2 separate regions of the Anas platyrhynchos genome follow, and region 1 is linked to region 2. A link is a contact called in public Hi-C data. All regions are on one chromosome and are shown on one strand. The core of a region is the stretch at or near the end of the contact, and the rest is flanking DNA. Distances in the headings are between cores, read along the strand shown.

What was found. A called contact is a pair of places that touch in the nucleus more often than the background predicts.
Region 1: a Hi-C map of liver shows a contact between it and region 2, with 2.6 times the contacts expected there. The contact joins two enhancer-like sites. A contact is called at or near these places in 3 of 8 Hi-C or Micro-C datasets (liver, skeletal muscle and subcutaneous adipose tissue).

The regions. Positions count from the first base shown.
Region 1 is chr4:37,927,684-37,933,524 of IASCAAS_PekinDuck_T2T, forward strand. SLC10A7 (solute carrier family 10 member 7) reads left to right here. Exons shown (of 11, transcript XM_072037421.1): 11 at 1,921-5,841. The coding sequence ends at 1,965. Among named protein-coding and RNA genes, the nearest start is that of REELD1, 23 kb to the right of the region's middle. Within about 2 kb of position 3,603, at least 1 of the 8 cell types and tissues checked has an H3K27ac peak or open chromatin away from gene starts, as enhancers often do.
Region 2 is chr4:37,639,762-37,646,447 of IASCAAS_PekinDuck_T2T, forward strand. All of the region lies in intron 3 of TTC29 (tetratricopeptide repeat domain 29), which reads left to right. Among named protein-coding and RNA genes, the nearest start is that of TTC29, 16 kb to the left of the region's middle. Within about 2 kb of position 4,865, at least 1 of the 8 cell types and tissues checked has an H3K27ac peak or open chromatin away from gene starts, as enhancers often do.

The sequences.
Region 1 (5,841 bases), core at 2,353-4,852, 290 kb after region 2:
ACCTCCCTGGTCCTCAGGGGTGGTACTGGCCTTCAAGGGCTGCTGTCAGTTGCTGCAAGTTAGCACAGCCTTTAAACAGGGCATCAGAAAAGTCAGCCCAGTACTGGAGAGATTTACAGTTCACCAGCACTAGTTTCTTATTCATTAAGCTTTAAATAAACCTTCTGTGTTAATCAGACTGTAATGCTACCATAGAGCCACTTCAGGGGATTGTTGTTCTGTTGCAGCAGATTTATCAGTTGGTCTTCTGTATTATTCACAAATGTTATTTTAATTACTCTCATAAGAAAAATCAATGAGGTTGGGGCTGGTGCAGTTGCAATAAGTATAATAGAAGTGAATATTGTGACTGGATAATGGTCTCCCGCTTTGAAAATAAATATGTCATCATCACCCTTGATGTTTATTTTCTATAAACACCTTGGTTTCATTTTGGCATCTCTCTTGCAGGGGGAGACGGTTATCCAGTCACAGTACTCAACTGCAGTGACATTCTTACTTAATTATGATAGTACATGTGATCTGGTTGTATGAAATTGAATTTAAATATTTAGAGGTTCATCTGCAGTACGGTATTTCTAGTTCGTAAATATGGCAACAGAATCTGCCAAACTACAAAGTTAAAATATTGTTTCCCCAAACAAAATGTGGGATGATGTCTCTCTCCAAAGTCTCTCGCTGAATAATATCCAAAAGACTAATCTCAAATGGCTAGATTTAACAATAGTTAAATGCTGGTGTTTCTGAAAGCTGGTGTTTCTGAGGGGAATATAGCCTATTTATTTTTAAAGGTTTAGATTTTTTAAAGGGTTTACATTTGTGCTAGAGTGTTTTTTCAGCAGTGCATACAAGCTTGAAATGTACAATATTAAAGGTTAATATCTACAACAAGAAGACCCATCAGACTTATCTCTCAGACTGAAAATTGCTTGTTTAGCCAACAATCCTCCAGAAACAAGTGTCTTACCCATCAAGCAAATGCGTCTGTCAGGGCACTTCCCCCAAAAGGACACGGAAAGCAAAGGTTCCAAATTTGATGATTTTCCCTCTCAGGCCACAAGAAACACCAAGTATTTTTTGTTGAGCAGCACACCAAAAGAAGGCATCCTGCACAGCGCACACATCTGTATAAAGGAGCAGCTGAAAGCCTAACCCCATTTCAGCCTGTCACACTTGCCTCCTAGGTTAGAGAGGGTGCTTCCTGCCAAACTGGAAACACGACCACCTATTATTTGAGTTGAACCTCTGTCACATACTGAGTAGTTCAGCTACCATAATTGGCTGACCCTGCCATTGCTTCAGTGTTTCTCCATGGGGTTTCTCCTCTCCTTGTAAAAATGTTTGGTAAGAGCAGACTAAAGCTACAGACATTTTAAACAAGATCCTCAGGCATCAGTCACCTAGCATAAGATCAGTTCTGGACTTGGCTTACTCTTACCTATCCTTAGAAAGGAAGGTGTAAACATCCAAGGTGCATGACATCCACCACTGTTACAGTGACTATGCTCTGAGCAGGCTTTGAGCCACATGGAAAGAGGCCAAGGACCAAAAAAGTGTTTGCAGAAGTTCTCATCACAGTCTTTACCCTGAGTAGCTCAGAAGCTCTTGTATCCATGCCACAGGTGGTTTCTTGACTGGGGTCCCAACAGTTGCTTTCTAATCCAGCTTCCTTCGCTGCCAATGTAGCCGTATTCCTTAAGGTTCCTCTGTTATGTCTGTCTGTATATGAGGAGGCTGTGATGGGCTATCAGAGATAAAAAGATCATCAAAATAGAGTGGCCTATTACCTGCATGCTGATAACTTACCATCCCAGAAGTACATGGAGCATTTTGTCAACCCTCAATAAAAAGCTTGTCTTGTACTGTTGATCTTCTTTTAATATAAAAAAGTGACTTTTTTTTTTCTTTCCCTGTTCACAGGCACTGAAGTTAACCAGGCAGCCCAAAGTACCTGTGAAGGTATAATGACGGAGATGGCCTGTGTCACAGTGAATGTATATATGTACTATACTGTACACACAGACAATTGAGACAACTGGGTATTTGTGAATGTTGCTTCAGTGCATATTTTATTTTTATATATACATATATTATATATATATATATATATTAAAACGATACCTGTTAAGTGCCTTACAGATGCATTTTTGGCAAAAGCATTGTTTCCAGAAGCCACTTTGTTGGTTACTGCAAGAAGTTGTACAGTATTTTGGAGTCCTTTAGTTTTTATTTTTCTAACAGAGTAAAATGAAGAGGTCATGACTAGCAGTTGTTCCTTCCATTACCCCTGCTTTGATGCCAGGGTGCACCAGCTGTAAGTTTCTGTTTTAAGCTATCCAAAATGACCAGAAGCCTATCCCACTGCTGGCTTACCCTGGAGAAGAGCTTTCTTGAAGGTTTTTTTCAAGATTGACTTGAATTCCTGTGTGATTCTGTTACACTCCCTAGTCATATGACTGTGACATGCCTTTTTCTTCTGAGTTTGTGTATACTCAGCATGGGGCCATCTATTGGATAGAAGCTGAGAAGCATGAATTATTTGCATTTGTTGACACAGTTGTCTAGACATTCCTTCAAAGTTAATGGTATCTCAAGAAAATTCTTTCAATTCCATTGTATGATATTGTGCCATTGTATATCTTAAATGCCTCATAAGCTTCTTCAAAGAAATGGTCTGGTGCTTGGGTTATGAGTGAAATATTTGTGTTTGCAGCTAGGAGATCTTTTATAATTTACCCCTGAAGAACACATTTTTGTTTTTTCTTTCTTTTTTTTTAATTTTTGTTGTTGTTGTTTCTGTTTTTGTTTTCCTTCCCCTGGTGCAATGCACAGAGACCTGCAGTGACAGAATTTAGGATGTTAATATCGAAGCAAAGTCTTTATTGTAGTAAGCCAAGCTATGTTTTCTGTACTGCTGCATTGGTAATGAATAATAGTTTGTGAGGATAAGAGTTGACAATTATTTTCTGTTGCCAATTAAAAAGATCCTTACAGTAACAGGAACACTATTTTAGCTAATTTGACAATCAGTCACAACTTTTTAGAAAATCAAATATTACCTTTTTTAGTGAAACTATATAAAAAATATACAAAATGCTATTTCTAATGGGAGAGTTGAAGAGATGGGAACACAGGCATGTGTTTAAGCACCTAGCCAGCACTGCATTTTGCCTGAGAGATTAAGATTTCAAAAGAGGGCTCTACACTAGACTCTGAGGGTTCCTATCTGCAAAAGCTGTGCTGGCAATTGTGGATTAAAATGTTAAAAGGACTGAAAGAAATTGGTCAAACACAGATCAATGTAAGTGCAGAAACATCATGTGTGTCACAGGTAACATTGCAGCAAATGCGAATGAGCCGATCTTTAGCAGATGTAAATTATTATAGCTCTGGTAAGGCTATAGGCATTTATGGAAGCTAAAGGTCTTTTTTTTTTTTTTTTAATGAGAATAGGCATGTGAAATTCATATCCTTTTGCCTTACTGAAAAACAAATCATCTTTGGTTTACCTAGTGTGTTTTTTCTAGTCTGGTATTCCTGTGAGTAACAGGAAAGCAGTCTGGTACCAATCATCAGTGCTTTACCTGATGGTCTGTCAGTGCAAGACTGCTCTGTTGCCATCTGTATGAGAAACTATCAGGAGCCGACAGTGTCACCTTATTCAAAATTGTCGTCACTGATAAAACAACCACATAACAAAGGTACGTGATGTGGTAATAAGCTGAATTCTTGCCATTCCCTGGAGAGGAATCAAACTCTGCACACTGAGTATGTGGGAGGGCTGAGAGACACCCCCAGTGTCCTCCAGGGCTGTGTTCTCTTCTCACTAGCCAGTAATGTAAAGGACAGCAGGCAGTGAGCTCACAGTTTGGATTAGTATGTCCCTAGATGGCAGTCAGATCCACCAACCGGCTAACCTGGGAGGTAACTGGAGAGAGGGAGAGAGTTCATGCATGTTCCTGGGCCCTTTCTTAAAAATTCCTTTGTCTGTGCTTAAAAACTCTCCTTGCAGCAGAGTCCAGACTCAGGACAGCTCCTTTTTGTTTGCTATAAACCTGAGCATCCAGAATGTTGTAAGGACTTAATCCCACTGAAATTAATGTCTCTTTCAATTGGTTTTGAATGGCAAAGCAACAGTCCCAGGAAGAGTGACTTTTTTTTTTTTTTTTTTTTAATATACAGGACAAGTTCAAGCATACAGTAATTTAGTGTGGTTGTGTTGGCACTAAATAGTCAGAACACTGCAGCTACCCTTACTGAGCTACCTCTGTGTACTGAATCTCATACTTTCAGTACATCCAACAACTTGCTTAGATTCCACTGAAAACATCCTTTCTTTGTTACATACTTTCTGCATTTAAGAATATTTCACACTGTTTTAAGGTGGAGTTCTGTTAAAGCCTTTACAAAGTCATTTTTGCTTGGGGCAACGTAAATGTTGTGTATGAATGTTGGAGGTGTTGATCTAAAGGGAATATGAAGCAAAACTGAAATACATGTATTAAATCCATACTTAATGAAACTTTATTATGCATATCAATTCTGTTATGTTTAAAGACTATTAAGATGTTTGTTTTCTGTCTTGCTATGCTGGTATGTCCTTAATAAACAGAATGATTTTGAATTTAATTTTGCAAAGAGGAAAACAAGATACAATTACTTATTGAGGTCAACGTTTTACCTCTCTTACCTTTTGTTTTGTTTTTTGTTTGTTTGTTTTTGTGAGTAAGCTTTTAAATTGTTTGCTTGTCCTTTAAAAAAATCTGTGATCTGTACTGGAATATTTTATGAACTAAACTTGGGGAAAGAAAGTTCTCAGAATACTGCAAATTATAATCAATTTGAAGTTAATTAATTGAGTTCCAACAATTGTTCAGTAGAGAGTTAGAAACATGTTTTTTTTTTTGTAGCCTTAAATTTAACAGAGATCTGGTATAGAACATAATCAGGCAAAACTGGTGACAAACGAGGACTTTGTTTATAAAACATAAGGATTTTCTTGATCATTGATACTTAAATTTACATATCTGTAATCCTGTTTAACATTATCAGAGCTAAAAAAAAAAAAAGAGACAATAAAACAGCACTTCAGAGTTCACAGGGAATCTTGGCACCTCGTGTTGAGTTATTCAAACATTTTATTTTCCCCTTTTGTGCAGTAAATTGAGAAGCTTATGATGACCCCAGTAATAGGTCCAAGATAAATCATTTTTTACATATTTAAAAGCAAGATCTTTATTTTCTGGTTGTAATTCTTCTTATATATCCTTTAGCTCGTGTGAATAGGTTATATGACAGAAAAGCCACAGTCTCAGCAGAAGCTGGTCAGTTGTGCTTGTTCATGGACCAAAAGGAGAGTAATCTAGCAGTTTGGTTTTACAGAAGTAGTCCCCTCAGTTATTCTAGCAGTCAGAGAAAGAGGAACTTTTATTTGTGTATGGTTTTCTGTGAAAATATCTCGATAGCAGGAGGTTAGAAGGAAAGATGAAATATTGTCTGTCTGCAAGCACTTTTATTTATGTGTAAGTGCATACGTGCATAAAATATGAGCAGTTACATATGTAGATATACTAGAAAGGACCAAGTCCCTGGTATATATATTTTTGCCAGTTTGCATATGGAGAAAGAGACTTTTTTTTTTGCTGTTATTCTGACATTAAAAATGAAATTTCAGACACCAAATCATCTTTTGTATTGAATTGTATTCTTATACAGAACCTTTAGAGCAGATGATCACAGCATTGTATTTGTAAACTGTGGACTATTTTGCACTTAAATAGATGTTGATGCATTTGGGAATTACAACACAGTAAGAGGCTAAATCACGGTTTCACCATTCTG
Region 2 (6,686 bases), core at 3,615-6,114:
TGCTGATAGGATGCTTGTGGAAAGGGAGATGGCACAAGTTACTTATTGAGCTAGATGATAAATTTTAATTTTCTTTGCCATTGCTTTCACAATATTATTTAAATATGGTTTTTTTTTTTTCTGTCTGAATAATTCCTAACAATCTTACTTGTCACGACCAGTATTCGATGTTTATTAAACAACTTTCAAAAAGAGATTTTAGTACTTAGAGGCACACATTCTTTTTGGTCAGATGAATGATCTCTGTGAATTTCAGGCCTGATAAACATATGATTTAGTGTAATTGGACAGATATCTAAAGAACAGAACTGTGTGGGAAGTGAATGGTTTGCCTTTCCTAAAGAAACTTCTCTGTACATTTGTGTAATGTGAAAGGTTTTTCTTGAAAAGGTTAAAAAAAAGTTCTAATCAACTTCTGTACATTATGTAGAACTTCATTTTCTAAACTCTGCAAAAGAAAGTTTCATATTTAATGGGAAATCATGAATTATTCCATTTATTATCTACTTCCTCCTTTCAAAGACATGATCTGGATAAAAGGCGGGGTGAATAATTTCAAAAAATACAATACATTTTTAATGGGAAGGTGCAAACTACAGATTCTCATGACTATTAGCAAGTATAGAGGAAACAGAATTTTACTTGCAAAAACTCATCAAACTCTTGCAAAGATAAAATACATGACATACTTTAATAAAGAAGAACACAGAGAGCTGAAGTTTTTCTTTTTTATGTAACTTGTTGTTTTTACTAAGTTTGGTCTTAAGGTTTTCTAGTGCTTTCATTTCTCAGTAGTTCAACAATATTTAGTACTGGAGATAATGTACAAGCTATACACAACTGACGTCTATTTTTAAACTATTCCACAAAGGTGAAGCATGTCTAACATATGAAAAAGTGTGAAATAAAGAAAGACAGTCCAATTTGCCTTGATGCAGTCATGACTTCCTAATAATTCTCACAGTGAATCCTTCTGAATTTGTAAAATCCTTGCTTTTCTTTCCCTCACACTTAATCTCTGTCTATTTGTCGTTAGACTACTGAGTAAGTTCTGGTACTGAGACTGAGTAGGTCATCATAAACAAATGCAAAAATACTCTGGGAATTGTTCATGGCAATAGTATGATTGTAAATGAATAGCCTTGTATAGTGTTTTATGGTAATCATAAGATGATGATTAAGCTTGAAATGATACAGAGAAAAAATAATGATAATTATCTTTTTCAAAGATAATGAAAGACAACTGCAGAAATTCCTGGCTCTTGGTCCATTAGGTCAGCTCTGAATTAGGAGGGGAAAGTTAAAAAATAGTTCATTTTGATAAATAACTGTCCATAAAATATGGTTGGAATTACTTTTTGTTAATGAGTGTAATTAATTTAGAAAGAAAAGCAGAAAGATTAATGAAGATAATGTTTTTTTTCTTCTTGTGCTTAAAATAGAAAGTAATGATTACAGGTGTGTGCATTGTTGTATGAGAAACACTCTTATAAGGTTAGCACCTTTTTTTTTTTTAATTGCTTTCGTTACATTTCTGTTTAGAAACAAAATATGCCAAAAGTTCATTGCTAAATTTATATCTCCATTTTCTGTGTTAATGAGGATTCTTAATTATTACAGTACTCACATTCATTTTAAAATACTTCTTCTATGTCATCCTTTGATGTTTATAATTGATTAATTTTTCATTTTATGTAGTATTAAAGTGGCAGTGTAGCTTTGAACAAAAGAAAGCGAGTCCAATATGTGTGTTCTTTGTGGGATCCTACTGACAGGATATGCATCCACCTTTGATTGCATGAGTTAGTTTAAAGCGTGGTTTGACAATAGTCAGACTGCGAGGCAATAGATGAAAAAATACTGCATTACTTGTGCTGAAAGTTATTGTACTTGTATGTAGGGTATAATATTTATTTTCTGATACACTTTATTTTCATCTTTACATTAACAGTTTTGAATGTGTAACTCCACAATCCTTTCCTTATTTTTTAAAAAAATAATTTTTGCATAATTCATTTTTCAAGGAGATGTTCCTACTTCTGATGATATGTACAAATTGTTATGCAATATTTTTTATTTGCTATTTAGAGTAGGGACCACTTATCAAAACATTTGGGGGGTTGGTTGATTTTTTGCTTTTTTATAGTAGGATACTAGCTATTTAATCTTCATAATTTGGAATTAAAATCTTTCACCCCATCCCAAAATATCCTATTAATCTCAGCTTTAGTAATCAAAAATTCTCATGTGTAAGCTACTGTCTATTACTACTTAATAGCATTTACTGTACTTTCATATCTTTCTTTAATGAGATTGCTATATTCTACAATTTAACATATTACTACCCAGTAAATATTTCATTAAAAGAGAAGTATTTAAGCAGGCAGCCTTTAAACTGGGATTAAAGAGGGTTGTGCCCTCATGCAGTTAAATATCCTTGTATCAGTAACAGTATGTGGTGAAAATGTGCTAAGTACACCAGCACACTGAGGGCTTGACTCACCCAGGTGTTCATGTTTATATTTTTTCCCACTGAATTCAGATACTCTGACTACTTGGATATCTTTTCAAGTTCGGTATGTACCTAACCTTGGTGGATTGCAACGTAAATGCATGACAATGTGGTTTCTAGCAGTGTGAGTGAATGGTTTAATACCGCTGTAACACTTGATCATAGCATCACTGAATGCTGAACTGGTGAAATCTTTCAGCGTCCATATTTACTAAGCATCTAAATGAGTACTTCTCCCTGCAAAAGTGACTTTACTACAGACGTGGTTCACCAACTGTTACAAAATTCCTAAGGTTTTTTGGATGTCCAGCTCTAAATAAATGATAACTCTTTGTTTGATTCTTAGGCAGAACAGCCTGAAATATTAAACACTTACGGCACGCTTATCTTTTTTGCTTTCTGTAGTATATTTGGTTTTACTTTATGCATACACTTTCCAAATTTTACTGAGGAAATTCTAATACGTCCCTGTTTATATTATGTGTGTATGTGTATAAGTTAAGCATAAAGTAGCTAAGTGTTCACATACTTGATTTATATTATTTTTTCATGTAGTTTTATAGACAATAAGTATAATAACTAGTACTTGCTTAAATAAAGGTAAGCAAAAATATCTTGGTTATTTTTTCTAAATTTTGTCATCCTGATCTAAGGCATTTATATCAGTCATTAACTTTTGAGCTACAGAGGAAATCCCAAGTGGATGAAATCTATCTGAATACAGTTTTTAGATAGTACAATCATTGGTATAGTAATTATTTTACATTGTTAATACATTTTAATTTTATATACTATCGTTGTTTAATCTATGCCATTTAGTGCTTTACAAAATGAGATAATTACAGTACGCTTGCATTGTAATCAGCAGCTGGCATTAACCTATAGTACTAACTAAATCCTAGAGAATTTAAAGATACAAACTTTAATATGAAAAAAAAAAAAATTGGCATCTGAAACTAGTAGCCATTTGCACCTATTTTGCATGTCTGTAACTGACTACATCAGACAGGAGATATGGAGAGTTAAGCTCACAATAAGAAATTCTGGTATGATATATTGACTATTTTGATTATTCCTAATACCAGTACTTGTCACTTGGCCTCTTAATTTCTGTTTCCTTTTCTCTCTGTAAAGGATAGAAAGCAAATAGCTTTGTTGTGTAGGATTTGAAGTTAAAGGGAAAGTAGGATGATACTCTGCTGATCTCCACACATTGCTTAAGACTCTTGTAAAAGTACAGTACGGTAACATAGGAAGGTCCCTGAGATGGCAACAGCAATGTAATTTCATTAGCCTCAGTGAAGATTTGTGTTTCTGATTTTTGCACCAGTAAATGCAGATCAGAATCACGTTTCTGTGCTCAAGCCAGATTTCTCAGCATGGCTCTGGATGGCTTTGAATAGCAATGATAATAAAAGAAAATTATATAAGTAGTTGTGTAGTGTAAGTAAAGTGAAATACCTGTAGCAATATTCTGGTACGTTTAAAGGGCGTTCCATGTGAACAGTAGCAGTGCCTTTTCAAGCTTGCAGATCTACATTCAATAGCTGCTTCTACCTGTGCCATCTAAAACATGGTCCTAATAAAATGGCAGCTTTAACTTTAGTGCTTATTTATTTAGTATCGGAAATGTTGCTGATTCACACACACACACACACACGCACACACACGCACACACACACCACCCCACAAGTAAACAGAATTTTGCTGGTGTATGCCAAAGGCAGAATACCCAACCAGATCAGTAAGGTGACATCGTTTCACTACTTTACCCAACCTGGATGAACCAATATCTAGTAACATCAACAGGGATGTCGATGAAAGATGAGAGAGATTGTGGATGAGGGAGACGAGTGTGCAATCAGATAGTGCTGAGCATCCGCTGTTCCTCTGTGTTTGCGTTAAGTATCGGCTTTCATCTGTTGCTTTCGTGATTTAAAAATAAGTAATCTGCTAGTTTAGATTTATTTGCTTCTGTTTGATCATAAAAACAGATGTTGTTGTTATTAATAAGATGTCTTTACAGGTGCATTTGAAATCTTTCTCCCAACATGCGCATGTGGTCGTTCAAAGGGGAAAGGGGACTTCAGGTCTATATTCACCTTACAGTTCAATTTCAAAATGAAACACGGGTAACATTACCCGGCTATGCACTCCTTATAATCTGATTAGCTTAATTGCTTGCTTGCGCGCAGTGCAGGCATGTTTCTGGCACCGTGCTTTTGGGGCAGCGAGCAGCGGGAGGCAGCGCAGGCAGTGGAGCCGGGCTCTTGTCCTGCGCCCTGCTCGGGCTGCGCCCCGCGAACAGGCTCCGTGCTGCGCCTTCCCTTTGTTCTGCGCCGCGCCGTGCCGCGCTGACAGCTGCCTGATTAACTTGTCCGGCCTGCAGTTTTCCAGTTTTCCAGTAGATGCCCCCAGAGACCATTAAACCTCCTGAACGGCTCCGCTTCAACCAAATGAAAGGCCAGTCTTTTTTCATTTTGCTTCCCGGAGTAACATAATTGTTCAAAGGAAACCTAAAATCGGCGTGGACGCAATGTAGAAAAATAAACTTGCTGTTTTAGTAATATATCATAATTAATACATGTGGTAGTAAGGTTCAAAAGGCTCAGCATAAACTAGTTTATTAATGTACTAGAACCATAAAGTTAGCAGTTGGATTTTATAAAATAAATCACATACATTTAATTAGGTATCCATTTTTGATACTGATGTTAGGAATAAAGTAATGTGCAGTAATGTAAAACATGAGGCATTGTATTTAATCTCTTATTTTACATGCTGCACAATATTATAAAAAGCGGTACAAAAAGGATTTTGAGGATTGAGGACTTATAATTTATTTCAAGATACTGAAAGATATTTCAAGAACTTTTCAGTTTTCTTCTGTCACTGACACTGCTCCTCTGTTCAGAAGGACTGCTTGTTGGAGAAAGAAGCCTGGCATTTCCATCTGGATCCACTCGGATAACTGAACCAATTTCAGAAATCGGTTGCAGTGTTAAGCTCTCTCTTAGGTGTCACTAATAACATTCATCCCCATACTATCGTTCATTTCTGGCCTTTCTGTATCTTTCGTGTGATCAGGCACTTGTGGCTGATGTGTTGTAGTAATTTAAAGAAACACATGTATTGTTCGTCTCTTTGTGTACTGCCTGTTTTTAATTATAGCTTTGTGAGATAACTTTTATCTTTATGCCTCTAAAATTTGAGTGGCTATACACAAGATAGTTTCATTGCTTAAGAGTTATCAACACAGTTATCTTTGGCAAAGAAGAAATGTGCTCTGTACATTTGGTAACTTCAGCATTATTTCAATTTATATATTAAGTTGCATGGCCTTTTGTTAAAAAAGAATGGTGAAACTAATTTTTAAACAGAAGTTTTCCTGCATTTTTTGTTTTCCTGTGTTGGTTCATTAATAATGCTGTCTTGTGCAGAAAATGTGCTTTGACATCAAGTGCGTTAATACACAACAAGTAACATCTTACACAGACACAGTTTTTCTATTTATACAAATACTGGTACTGTGTATTGAGTGTTAAAAATGAACTGAATGATGTTTTGTTCAGTTACTATTAAGATGTTTTAGCAGCTAATTACTTTCTTCTTTGCTTCTAACACATCTGATCATATAATGCATACACACATATACTAACGTACAGACCACATATAGATAAATAAAGATGCATGTATGTACGTCTGCTATTTAGATTTTTTTCCAATGCTTTGGGTGATATTACTGTAGGATTCAGTCCTAGGCCTTTCAAAGATGCTGGGAATTTTTTACATATATATTTTTTTTGTTGTTAAAAAAAAACAACAAAAAAAAACCACACATTTTAAAAAGAAAAAAGCATTCCATATACAGAGTAGATAATATATTGTACCTTATTAATATAATATCTGTGTGGTATTTTGAAGCTGTATACTGAGAACCTGGTATGTGCCAAATATAGTGTAAATGATTAAAGATACTTCTCATTTACTTTTCTAAGATAAATTTTGCAAATGTTTTTCTGGTACAGAATAGTTATGTTTTTTCTCTTGTATACGTAAACACTGCATTTTTCCATATTGAAATACATATACATTAAAAAATACATTCAGTATTTTAGTCTGTCATATCATGTACCTTTTAGAATTGTGTAATATTTTTTGTGTTCAGTTCTGC